Regions from separate parts of the Pan troglodytes genome. Here region 2 is linked to region 1. A link is a contact called in public Hi-C data. All regions are on one chromosome and are shown on one strand. Each heading gives the region's core, a stretch centred on a gene start, on an enhancer-like site or on the middle of the called end of the contact. The rest is flanking DNA. Distances are from core to core; before and after follow the strand shown.

Evidence for each region. A called contact is a pair of places that touch in the nucleus more often than the background predicts.
Region 2: a Hi-C map of stem cell-derived neural progenitor cells shows a contact between it and region 1, with 6 times the contacts expected there. The contact joins the promoter of NFAM1 here to the promoter of NDUFA6 in region 1. A contact is called at or near these places in 1 of 7 Hi-C or Micro-C datasets (stem cell-derived neural progenitor cells), 1 of 1 datasets of contacts at active chromatin or transcription factors (stem cell-derived excitatory neurons) and 1 of 1 other capture datasets (stem cell-derived neural stem cells).

What each region holds. Positions count from the first base shown.
Region 1 is chr23:44,086,335-44,089,899 of NHGRI_mPanTro3-v2.0_pri, reverse strand. NDUFA6 (NADH:ubiquinone oxidoreductase subunit A6) reads left to right here and starts at 1,989. Exons shown (of 3, transcript NM_001071791.1): 1 at 1,989-2,127. The coding sequence starts at 1,989. It overlaps LOC134809697, which reads right to left and starts at 1,889. Exons shown (of 5, transcript XR_010156048.1): 1 at 1,555-1,889; 2 at 1,136-1,439.
Region 2 is chr23:44,432,878-44,436,442 of NHGRI_mPanTro3-v2.0_pri, reverse strand. It overlaps NFAM1 (NFAT activating protein with ITAM motif 1), which reads left to right and starts at 1,904. Exons shown (of 6, transcript XM_063808074.1): 1 at 1,904-2,043.

The DNA.
Region 1 (3,565 bases), core at 740-3,239:
TAGTAGAGACGGGGGTTTCACCATGTTGGCCAGGCTGGTCTCGAACTCCTGACATCAGGTGATACACCTGCCTTGGCCTCCCAAAGTGTTGGGATTACAGGAGTGAGCCACTGCGCCCCATTTTTTTTTGAATGTTGAACACAATGAATTTATCATGATAGTGGGTACTTCTGAAGGAGGCAGGGGTATACACAAGGTTAGAATCATACAGGTAGATATCATGGTATAGGTGCTGCGAGAGTCAGAAAACTGACTCTGGCACCAGCTGCCTGGGCTTCAACCCCAATGCTGTAAAGTAACTTAGTCTCTTTATGCCTCAGTTTTCTCATCTATAAAATGAGTATATCAGCCGGGGGCGGTGGCTCACACCTGTAATCCCAGCACTTTGGGAGGCCGAGGTGGGTGGATCACCTGAAGTCAGGAGTTTGAGACCAGCCTGGCCAACATAGCAAAACCCCATCTCTACTAAAATACAAGCATTAGCCATGCATGGTGGTGCGCACCTGTAATCCCAGCGATTCGGAAAGCTGAGGCAGGAGAATGGCTTGAACACGAGAGGCGGAGGTTGCAGTGAGCCGAGATTGCACCATTGCAGTCCAGCCTAGGTGAGTCTCACTCTGTCTCAAAAAAAAAAAAAAAAAAGGGTATATCAACACAATCTCACTGGTGTGTTGTGAAGCCTAGCCAAGTTAATGTACCTAGAGAACTAGAGAACAGTGGCTACTAAGGACATCTAAGGACACTTTATACAAACCTTAACTGTGTTACAACTTCTTAAGTCAGTACTGAGGTTCAAAAGCTTCCATTTTATTATTATGCTTTATAATTTATATATGTTACGTGCTTTCTTTTGTATAGCTCACTTGAATATATATATACATTTTAGAAGATAATAAGGAAGAAAAAAGTATATCTGGTTTTTTAACCCTTCGAAATGGGAAAGTTTGGAGTAGATGCTCAGCCCCGGCCCCTGGCCCTTCCCCAATACTCACAGGCTCCTGTCAACTACACCTTCAGAAAAAGACGGAGCCTCTTAGGCAGCAGTCAGGCAGGTGGGGGCGATCTGTCAGGTGACCTAGACTCTGGGCCATCTCAGTTTCCTCACCTGTAAAATGGGGATGCTGATGGTACCTACCTGACCTATGAGAGCGGAGAACACTGAGATATCTTGCCCATGGCCTGCCCTGTGGTTAGCTGTCGTTTTTTCCTTGACACTTGTAGGCTCCTCTTCATGTTTACATAACCTCAGTGGGAAAACGCCAGCGAAGAGAGACACTCAGAATGGACGATCTAAAGTTCCTTCCAGCTTCCAAATTCTGGGCTGGTTTTCAGAGATCCAGGGCTCGGGATGCGAATGTCCCTGTCTACGATGGGGCTGCCGTTACAGCCTTCCTCCCGGGGCTCTGGAGACGCGCCAGCTCTTTGACACCTCTCCTGCGCTAAGGAAGAGTTGGTTTACAGAAAAGTAAGTATATCCTGGCCCTGCAGAAAGCCGCCAGGCGGCAGGGCAAGCCCCACCGCAGCCCAGGCGCCATTATCTGCCTCAGCAGTTACCTCGGGGGCCCGCCACGAGGAGGTTCTTCAAGGCCTGCGCTCCCACGGACACTACCAAGGAGCGCGGCGGGCAGCCGGATAGCAGGACGCTGAGGGAAACCCCGCAGTCGCTCGGCGTCCCCGGCGCCAGCTCACGACCCAGCGACCTTCCTGCGGCCCGAGCGTCCCCTGGCGGCGACGCCGGCTCGTTAGAGCGACAGACGGTGTAGTCCAAAGGCCAAGCGGCGTTTCTGTAGATGAGCATGCGCAGCACCCACCGTTCGCTCAGCCAGAGAGAGGCTTCCCAGCCAATCCGAGAGCCTCAGAGTCATCCTCCCGCCCACCCAGCATACAGGCGGGGCGTTCCTCCTTAGCCAATGGGAAAAGACATTCGCCCGCGGTCCGCACGCGCTGCTTGCAAAGGGGTGGGGTTGTGGAGTGGATGCTTTGGCAAGATGGCGGGGAGCGGCGTCCGCCAAGCTACTTCTACCGCCAGCACCTTCGTGAAGCCCATTTTCAGTCGGGACATGAACGAGGCCAAGCGGAGGGTGCGCGAGCTCTACCGCGCCTGGTATCGGGAGGTGCCGAACACTGGTGAGAGGTAGCGGCTTACGTGGGGACCCGGAGGCCGCCGCTCAAGGTCGTAGCCGGCCCGGCCGGGGCTTCTCATGGGCCGAGCTGAGGTCACCAACTTGGGCAGAGGCGACTGCGGGTGCTTCAGGGGAAGAGGGTCACCCGAGCCTACCATGGGCCGGACCTGGCGGCGGCGCGGTGATCAGACCGGCCGTGCCTAGCATTCGTACGTGCTATCGGAGCTTTGGTCTCTTTTGTCCCTCGCAATTGGCGGGAGGACGATGACTGTCAGTGACACACTCACTTTGTGGGTGAGGCAGCGGAGGCACCGAGAGGTGAAGTGATGTGCCCAGGGCCCAGGCCGAGCCACTGTTGTACCCAGAACCCAAAGTCTAGAGTTGCAGAGTGTAATTATAGATGCCCGTTGGATTTTTTTGTTTGTGACAGAGTCTCGCTGTGTCGCTCAGGCTGGAGTGCAGTGGTGCGATCTCGGCTCACTGCAAGCTCCGCCTCCCGGATTCACGTCATTCTCCTGCCTCAGCCTCAGCCTCCCGAATAGCTGGGATTACAGGCGCCCGCCACCACGCCGGCCATTTTTTTTTTTTTGTATTTTTAGTAGAGACGGGATTTCACCGTGTTAGCCAGAATGGTCTCGATCTCCTGACCTCGTGATCCGCCCGTCTCGGCCTCCCAAAGTGCGAGAAAGAGGTGTTTTTGAGTGAGCTGGAGCACGGTGCCACTCCTCAGGGCTGTCGAGTCCCTGCTTGTGTGTGTGAAAAGGCGGTAGAATGTGGTGGTTAGGAGCACGGACTTTTCTTCAGGCGCTGCCCTCAACTAGCTGTGTGACCTTGGGCCAGTTATTTCATCTGTTCCTCAGTTTCTTCATCTTTAAAATGGGAATAATAATTCCTTTTTCAGAAGGTTACTGTATTAAGTTAAAATATCTAGAGTGCTTAGAACAGGGCTTGATGCATATTTAACTCATTAAATATTAGCTGCTGCCGTTGTTTTTGTTGTTATTTTTGTTATTTATAGGGCTTTCCTTAGCAGCAGCTTCCAAGCAGAACCCGGTTCTTTGACATATGAGAACTGTGTCTGCTCCACAGAGTCCCTGTCTTCAAGCTGACTTTTGGAAAAATTGCTACTGACCAGAACTTAAACCCACGCGATACTAGAGAAGGAGAAACTTGAGTGATCTGCTGGTTCAGGGACTGCAAATTCAGATGCCTTCAGGGGCAGGCAGATAAAAGATGTGTGTGGGGAGTGACTGTAGCAGTGTGTGTGTGTGTGTGTTTCGGGGTGGTGTATTCAAATTCAGCAGTTTGAAAACATAATGTTTGCCTGGCAGAATACTTCTAGGAGTACCCAGAACCCTCTCTGGTTGCAGGAGGAAGGTGCTGGGGGAAGGAGGACCACATTCAAAAAGGGTGGCTTGTGAAGGGTAAATCAGTGGCCAAGT
Region 2 (3,565 bases), core at 655-3,154, 350 kb before region 1:
TCTTGCTGCCCAGTCTGGAGTGCAATGGCGCAATCTCGGCTCACTGCAACCTCCACCTCCCGGGTTCAAGCGATTCTCCTGCCTCAGCCTCCCGAGTAGCTGGGATTACAGGCATGTGCCACCATGCCCGGCTAATTTTGTATTTTTAGTGGAGACGGTGTTTCTCCATGTTGGTCAGGCTGGTCTCAAACTCCTGACCTCAGGTGATCCACCCGCCACAGCCTCCCAAAGTGCTGGGATTACAGGCATGAGCCACCTCGCCTGGCCTAAAACTACTTTTCTATCAACATCTCACTGTTTGCAGAGTGCTCTCACTTCGTTTACTTCCATTGTGCTTCACTAAACCCTGACAAAGTGGGTATTTCATCCCCATTTTGTGGATGCAGAAACTGCCCCCCACTTCAACGCCTGAGGAGACAAGGCTGGGATGCAAACTGAGCTCACACCAGAGCCCCTGGCCCTTCCCAGGACGCGGCGCTGACCCTACAAGGAGGAGGGAGAGGGGAGGGAGTGGGGAGGGGAGAAAGGTTGTCGGGAGGAGGAGGAAGGAAGGAAGGGAGGGAGGGCAGGTGGGGGGCAGAAGGGGCGGGGAGGAGGGAGGAAGTGGGAAGGAGGGCGAAGAAGGGAGAAGCGGGGGAACGGAGAGGGGGAGGGAGTATCAAACCTGTCCCATATTTGAGAGGTGCTTCGAGCAGTTTCCGAAGTGTGAGAGCCAGGGTCTGTTTAAATGCAGATTTCCTGGCCCTGCAACTCTCTGGGGTGGAGCCAGCGTGTCTGCAGATTAGTGGCAGCCACACACACCCTCTGCTCATGGGAGACTGAGGCTCTGGTCTCACAGAACCTGAGAACTGTGGGTGAGGAAGCATGAATAGCCTCAGGGGAGGCTAATTGCTTCCTTAATTAGCTGAACCCGCGCTGGGGAGCCCTGCCCGGAAAGTCCTAGTTGCTGGGAAGGATGGGACTGGCTTGCCTGGCGGCCAATAACCGTCTCCGCTGGAGGCTGCCCCAGAGGAGATTGTGCGGCGTTTCCAGCAGAAACAGCACAAGGGGAAAGAGCCGGGCCACCGCGGTGCCCAGGAAGGGATTTAAAGAGGCAAGCTGAGGTCCTGCAGCCGCCACGCCCTGCACCCTGTACCCACAGCCCTCCGCCGGCACACTCCTGGTTCTGCCTGCACCGGACCCCCCCGGAACCCCCACTGCCCTATCCCACTGCCGCTCAAGCCGTATCTTGATCTTGCTAGGCGGTGGCCTCAGGGCAGCCCAGGACCCCTAGAAGGGGAAGAAGGGTCACGGAGAGGAAATCTCAGGTGAGGGCGTTCCCATGTCTACCACCAGGTGGCACCATCAGCACAGGCCAACCCTGGGGCTGTCCTGCGTGGCCAGGAGGGGAAGTGGGTGGCACCGTTAGTGGGGGACTTGGTGGCTCTGGCGTCTGTTGTCTGAGGGCCTCCTGGTTCTGTGCTCATCTCTTTCAGGGACATGGTTGTGTCAAGGGCCCGAGCCTCCCAGAACCTTGGCACATGGTGGACGTGGAATAAATGTTGAAAATTGTGGCCGGGTATGGTAGGTCACACCTGTAATCCCAGCACTTTGGGAGACCGAGGCGGGCGGATCACTTGAGGCCAGGAGTTCGAGACCAGCCTGGCCAACATGGTAAAACCCCGTCTCTACTAAAAAATACAAACAGTAGCCGGGTGTGGTGGTGGGTGCCTTTAATCCCAGCTGCTTGGGAGGCTGAGACAGGAGAATCACTTGAACCTGGGAGGAGGAGGTTGCAGTGAGCCAAGATCGCACCACTGCACTCCAGCCTGGGTGACAGAGCGAGACTCCATCTCAAAAAAAAAAAAAAAAAAAAAAGACAAAAAGAAAAAATCATGCCACCTTTGTTTTTTGTTTCTTCTAGATCTTGAAGATTCCTTTTGGTGTGGTGGGGTTGGGGAGTGGGCACTAGCTCCTTGCTGCCTCCCGGAAACTGAGCATAGCAGGGGGACCATGGTATGTGTCCAGTAGAAAAGCCCGGGTCCCCTCTGTGACCTCAAGCAGGTGAGTCACTGTTTTTCTCCCTCACTAAATATGTCAGCTGAGGCGTATAATATCTGCCCTGATTAAAGGACCAGGTGAATTGCAGGAGAGCGCAGTGGTTAAAGCCAGGTCCCGGGAGCTGGAGCCCTTGTTCCACTGCGTCTTCGCTGTGTGGCCTTGGGCAAGTGGCTTGTGTTCTCTGAACTCCAGTTTCCTCATCTGCGAAGCAGGAGCAGTCATAACACCTCCCATACAAGGTTTCTATGAGGGCTGAAGTACAAGAAAAGCCTTTAGAACGGTGTCTGGCATGAAACAAATGCTTAAGAGCCAAAAATACAAGCAGCTGGAACTGAGAGGGGATTCTGGAGACAAGCCAGGCCAGGCTTCCAGCCCGGGCAGCCTGCAGGCAGATGGCCTCCAGGTGGGTCTGCCTGCCTCTGGTGGGGTCAGCGCCACCCAGCTGCAGGGCCACTGCGAGGCACAAGACGGCCCCAGAGGTAAACCCGGCTGCTCCTAGGATGGAGGCTGCCCTTTTTGATAGTGAGGGTGTTTGAGAGCGAGGGTGGATCGGCCCCTGAGTACCCTGGAACCCTTTTTGCCTCAGTGAAGCCAGCTCAGAGGGTCATTCTGAGGGGTCCCTCCTGCTGGTCGGCTCAGCTCCTCTTGGTGCTGGAGTCTTTGGGGAGGAAGGAAGTGATTTTCGCAGCCGCAGCGGGGAGCAGAGGGAGCTCCTTCCCATGGCAGTTCTGCTTCCTGTGCAGAAAGGAACCATGAAGAGCTCAGGACCTCACTGTGTCCCGGATGGAGGCCTCTCAGCTGCCACTTGCTCGCTGGGGCATTTGAAAATCCTGGATTGAGGCCGGGTGCGGTGGCTCACGCCTGTAGTCCCAGCACTTCGGGAGGCCAAGGCGGTCAGATCACCTGAGATCAGGAGTTCGAGACCAGCCTGGCCAACATGGTAAAACCCTATCTCTACTAAAAATACAAAAATTAGCCAGGTGTGGTGGCAGGCGCCTGTAATCCCAACTACTCGGAAGGCTGAGGCGGGAGAATCACTTGAACCCGCAAGGCAGAGATTTCAGTGAGCTGAGATCATGCCACTGCACTCCAGCCTAGTGGAGTCTTTTTTGAGCCTGTCTCAAAAAAAAAAAAAAAGAAAAAGAAAAAAAGAAAAAGAAATCTTGGAGGTGGTCGTGGGTAGGGGATCTGTTTTTCTCCCTGGACAGGGAGCGCCTTGAGGGCAAAACCATGACTTACGTTTTGTCTGCCCAATGCCTGGCACGCAGTAGGCACATAATAAGTGTTTGTGGAACTAAACTGAAAACAGAGACCAGCTGGGCAAAGTGGCTCACACCTATAATCCCAGCACTTTGGGAGGCTGATGTGGGCGGATCACCTGAGGTTGGGAGTTCGAGACCAGCCTGACCAACATGAAGAAATGCCATCTCTACTAAAAATACAAAATTAGCCGGGCGTGGTGGCACATGCCTGTAATCCCAGCTACTCGGGAGGCTGAGGCAGGAGAAGCACTTGAACCCGGGAG